Regions from separate parts of the Mus musculus genome. Here region 1 is linked to region 2. A link is a contact called in public promoter capture Hi-C data. All regions are on one chromosome and are shown on one strand. The core of a region is the stretch at or near the end of the contact, and the rest is flanking DNA. Distances in the headings are between cores, read along the strand shown. Region 1 overlaps Vps41 (VPS41 HOPS complex subunit). Region 2 holds the start of Vps41 (VPS41 HOPS complex subunit).

The links. Promoter capture Hi-C pulls out the DNA fragments that hold promoters and counts their contacts.
Region 1: a contact with region 2 is called in a promoter capture Hi-C map of pre-B cells, with 2.6 times the contacts expected there. The contact joins the enhancer-like site here to the promoter of Vps41 in region 2. A contact is called at or near these places in 4 of 39 promoter capture datasets (liver, macrophages, pre-B cells and 1 more), 7 of 484 Hi-C or Micro-C datasets (adipose-derived mesenchymal stem cells, centrocytes, embryonic stem cells and 3 more), 1 of 115 datasets of contacts at active chromatin or transcription factors (embryonic stem cells) and 2 of 9 other capture datasets (adipose tissue and liver).

The regions. Positions count from the first base shown.
Region 1 is chr13:18,779,732-18,782,431 of GRCm38.p6, forward strand. All of the region lies in intron 4 of Vps41 (VPS41 HOPS complex subunit), which reads left to right. Among named protein-coding and RNA genes, the nearest start is that of Vps41, 64 kb to the left of the region's middle. Within about 2 kb of position 1,305, at least 27 of the 459 cell types and tissues checked have an H3K27ac peak or open chromatin away from gene starts, as enhancers often do. A contact at or near this core is called in centrocytes and pre-B cells, where this site is marked.
Region 2 is chr13:18,716,016-18,718,715 of GRCm38.p6, forward strand. Vps41 (VPS41 HOPS complex subunit) reads left to right here and starts at 1,277. Exons shown (of 29, transcript NM_172120.4): 1 at 1,277-1,321. The coding sequence starts at 1,301.

The DNA.
Region 1 (2,700 bases), core at 55-2,554, 64 kb after region 2:
TGGAAAGGAAAGTGTTTATTTGCCTTATACTTCCTTATCTCTGTTTATCAATAAAGGAAATCAGGATAGAAACTCAAACAGGGAAGCAACCTGGAGGCAGGAGCTGACACAGAGGACGCGGAGGAGAGCTGCTTACTGGCTTGCTCCTTAGGGCCTGCTCAGGCTGCTTCCTTATACAACACAGGACCAGCAAACCAGGGGTATCTAACTCAGTGATTTCAGCCTTGATTTTGATTATGTCCTGTCTTCTACTCCTCTTTGGTATACTTGCTACTTTTTATTCTAGAGATTCAGGTGTACTTTTAAATTGCTGATATGAGAACTTTCTAATTTCTTTATGATGTTGCTTAGTGCTATGAACTTTCCTCTTAGCACTGCTTTCCTTGTGTCCCATAAATTTTGGTATGTTGTGCCTTCATTTTCATTGAATTCTACAAAGTCTTTAATTTCTTTCTTTATTTCTTCCCTGACCCAGAGATCTTTGAGTAGAGTGTTGGTCAATTTCTACCAGTGTCTATGTTTTCCAGTATTTCTGTTGTTTTTGAAGTCCAGTTTTAATTCATGGTGTTCTGATAGGATACATTGTGTTATTTCAATTTTTTTTTTTTTATATCTGTTGAGGCTTGCTTTGTGACCTAATACCTGGTCAGTTTTGGAGGAGGACCCATGAAGTACTGAGAGGAAAGTTTTAAGATGTCTATTGCTAGTAGATTGGAGGGGAGCATTGTCATACACTGTAAATATTATTTTTTCCCTGTAGTATTTTTAATGGATTAATGCAGTTTCTGCAAGGTATGTCCCAGTAAATTGGATTGATCTGCTCTTGAGATACTGTTGGATGTCTTAGCTTCTTGGTAGGGCTTGGGTCACACATAGAAACTGAAGATGCGTTTTTTTCTTATGTGAAATGGAGACACCTCTTCTTAGCTCACCACTTTCTTCAAAGAAAAAAAGCATATGCCCCATTTGGGGGACAATAAGTGTGATTCAGAGACTGTTTGGACAGGCTATGGCCCTTTTAGTAACAAGGATCCAGGGAGAGACTATATAAAACTTGGCATGCTATGGGATGAAAATATAGTTTTAATATGTAACTTGCGTAAAGTCCTCAAAATGGAGGCTTGGTACTTGTTGGTTGTATCCAGCACTTGGATTTAGTTTTGTAGGTGTAGAACAATACACTGTCCTCTGGAATTTTCTGCAATGGGAAGATAATATTTTCTCTGTGTCTTCCAATACAGTCATATATGTTTTTCAAAGCCTTGATATGTGTTACTATGCCTGAGAGAACAAATTTTATTTTACTTAATTTTCAGTGATATAATCTTGATGTTTTCATTATAACCCTATTCTTTTCAATGGCTGAGCCATTACTCTGGCCTACTAATATAATTTGTATAGTCATTTGTGGGCAGTGCATCATTCATCAGAGAAAGAAAAAGTTGTAGGCCACACTCACCCGTGGAGATATATTTTAAGCCAGTCATCACAGATGGTAGTTAATGGACAGTTTAGCTTATACTTGCCAAGAGTAAAGTCGATATAGAATTTTGTGTAATGGCAGATCAGAACAGAAGATGACAACTTGAGGAGTTGCTTATCCCCAGAATTATATGATGCTGACATTCAGAATTTGGCTCAGCTTGGTAGCCATGCTCTGCTCTGTGCTTTTCCAGGGCAGACTTCCTCTTTCTTTTCATTTGCCTTGCTAACTCTGCACTCACATGATACTGTAAGTCTGCTCTTACTTCTGCTATGGTTCTCTCCCATGGGCTTCAGTTTGTTCTCTTGGGAGATGGGTCCTGTCCTCAGTGACTGTTTTCTTGACTAATATGTCAGAACTCTTAGAGCTAGATGAGTTTTCTTAGACGACCTATCAAAATGTTATGTGGTGATGTAGGGATCCAGATGTGAAAGGTTTCTATAGCCAGAATACTGAGGAATTTGTCCCAGAAATCAGTCAGGATGTAGCCTTTGTACAGTATGCAGGTTTTGTTGTGCCCTGATCTTTCCTTAATGACTGTGAGACACTGTCCTGTTGAAGGTTCAGCATTCGGTTTTGTGAATTTCCCTTTATCATCAAGGAAGCAAATGGGATAATTTTAAATTGTACTGTGTGCTTTTGTTGTTAACTGCTGTGGACTCACTTTCCTTCTTATGGCTTGCTGCTATAGAGCTTTGTAGAAGGTACATGAAAGCTGTAGCTATTTAGGAATCAGAAAAAGATATTGTCTGATGCTGACAGTGGTCACTCAGCTTTGGCTTTATTAGAAAACTCCAGTATGAATATTTTAGTAAATAAACAACTGGCTATGTAGAAATTTGAAATGCACTTGTTATATTTAATTTTTAGAAAGTGTATCAAAAGTGAGATATTCTTAAATTTAAAGTTATTTAAAATTATGGATTACAAAATTAATTAACATAATATAAACTATCCTTAAAGAAATATTAATCATAAACTATAAATGAAATGTTGATCTGTTTAGTCACTAGGGAACAAACAGATTGGTGAAACAAACTAAAACAAGCAAAAATGGATTTATATGCTGACTTCCAGTTCTACTTTTTTATTATTGTTGTTCTTTTAATAGATGTTCACAGGGAAAGAAAATAAGGGTATAAAGGAAGTAAACCAGATGAAAAGATTCTGAGAAGTAATATTTCCCTATGCTGCAAGTCTGTGAAGGAAAGCCTGTG
Region 2 (2,700 bases), core at 27-2,526:
GTGCGCAGACTGGAAGAGGGGCCTCAGGAAGAGCTGGAGGTTTATTAAGGCTCTTGGGAGAAGACAAGAGTCTGAAAGATGACATCGTCATGGCTTCCAGGTCATTGAAGACCATGAGTTGAGAAAGCAACATCTAGAGACTAAGGGAAATGCTGAGTACTAAGAATATGACTTCCTACTAGGCTACTGTCAGTGGGAATTACAGGGAACGAAAGGGCACTGAGGCATCTGCCACAGTCTGCCAACTGTGCTGCCCTCTGTGAGTTGCCAGCTGCTTAAGACAATAAACAGACAATGGCTATCAGTGGATAAGATGAGTGAATTCCCACAGAATAGGAAAGATAGTTTACTTTGTCCTGAAACATAGGATAGCTCAAGTTTTCTAAATGATGTTTTTCATATTACATTTACAAATTATTATCTGACATTGTATCTTGAAGATAGTCAATGTGAGTTACGAAGCAATTAAACAATAGAGATTTATAATTTTCTATATTCATATGTCAGTTGCTATTTTTTCTCTAACGGGGGACCAGATTTGATTCACAACAGCTATATGGCAGCTCTCAAATATATGTATCTGTAATTCCAGGGAATCTGATATGCTTTTCTGACATCTGAGGACACGAGGTTCCTAAGTGTGCACAGACATACATGCAGACAAAATATCTATACAATTCAATTTTAAATTAAAATGAAAGATGTCAATTTAATGTACCAAGATACTAAATCTTTGCAGGAATACACATTATTTTCTCACTTTCCACTGTAGACTTTTTTTTTTTTATATAAATAGTCACTATCACTTTAAAAAGTGAGTGGGCAGGCACAACAACATATCAGACTAAAGAACATTTGATATAGTAGTCTTAGACTTCGGAGAGGGATAGGTTCTAAACCTAGGCTTTTTAGGTAAGTTTAGTGAAATCTCCGAGTTACTATCCTTTCCCCTGTTAATGGCGGTAACAGGAGGGATCACAGGGAGGACTAAATGAGATAATTCATAATTTTACTGTAAACGGGAGCCTGAAATAGAAAATGAGATAATTCATAATTTTACTGTAAACGGGAGCCTGAAATAGAAAGAACTTAATGCTACAATAACAACAGAACGTAGACCAACAACAAAATAACAATTTAGCATTAATTATAGATATAGTGGTGTCTCTGTTGAGCAAAAATGAGAGCTGGCTAAGGAACCAGATTAGTGTGCGGGAAAAACTACATTTCCCAGTAGGCTGTGGCCCAGGGGCTGTTTTCTCCTATTTCCGGGTATGTCACATGACTCTCAGGCTGCGCTATGGCGGAAGCAGAGGAGCAGGTAAACGCTGGCAGAACTAGTTCGGGGCAGCCGGGAGCTGGAGACCCGAGCGAGGGGTTCTGGGACGCGGAGTGCCAGGAACGTGGCAGCTCTGACCGGGCGAGTTGGGGTGGCCCTTCTCCGCGCGGATAGCGCCTTGCACACCCGCTCTGTCCGAGCCGGCCTTGCCTGGGCTCAGCCCTTCTGGTTTATGTTAAATGGGATTTTTTGAAAAAGGCAAGTTAAGAGTAGACTGCTATGCAAGGCTTTAAGGATTATTCCCGTTGCTGGCAAGACGTAGATGGAAACGTCCAGCTATAGCTGAGAAGTGGCATTGAGGTGCTGAGTACAAATTATTGCCTTTTTTTCATACAGACGTTCTGATATAGGGCGAAGGACAAAATTAAATGAAACTAACAAAATAGAAGACTCAGGCTAAAACTCGGAAGAGATTCCTTAAGTATATGTATATATGTGTATGTGTGTATATGCATATACATATATGTATACACACACACACATAGAAGCATATATATGTATGTATCATCTACCATATTTCCCCCTCATATATTAAATGCCCTGCTTGCCAGTTTCTGTGATGTTCCTTAAGACATGCATGGTGATGCTCTGTTTACTGTCCTAAGAGACATTTACTAGTGGACTTTTTACTGTTCACATCTGTGCTTTATTTTGAGTGTGCCAAAAGTTACGGAATTTGACAAGGAAAAATTTGGGTTTTGTCATTACGTTAACAAGAGCCTCTTTACTATCATTTGTGCAAACTGTCTTTTGCAGTGCAGGTCCGAGGCAAAAGAGTTTTCCTTCCCAGCAGACCTTGCTTAGTTTGACTACTGCAAGGTGGCTTTTCACATTGAGCATTTTCATTTCACGTTGAAATACAGTTGTGGTTTTGTAGTAAAACAAACATCCAAGTTAAGTTTTTAGATTAGACCCAGTGTGATAGAAATATGGAGTAGCCCTTGTATTCCCACTCATGCAGAAGAGGAATTTGCCAAGGCTGTCTGATGTTAAAATGTAGAAAATCAGGCAGATAACCTGATTCACAGTTGTGCAGTGCTTTCGAGCTTAAAAAGATCCTCACACATGGCATTTGGTCCTTCTAAAAGAATTCTGTGAGGTAAATATTTATTCTGATATGGAAGTCATATACAGCCTCCATGTCCTAAATCCTCTTGTCCCAAACTGTGGTAAAACAGTGCCCATATTGTAATCACCCTAAAGGGCCTTGAGTATCCACCCCTTCCTCGGTTCTGTGACTCTGTAAGCCACTCTGTCTCATGCTGCCTTTCTTGCTATTCTGTAACCAGTCCAGGCCTGTACCCACGCAGGACCTTTGCTCACACTGCCCCTTTTCATGATCTCTGACGTCTACAAGGCCT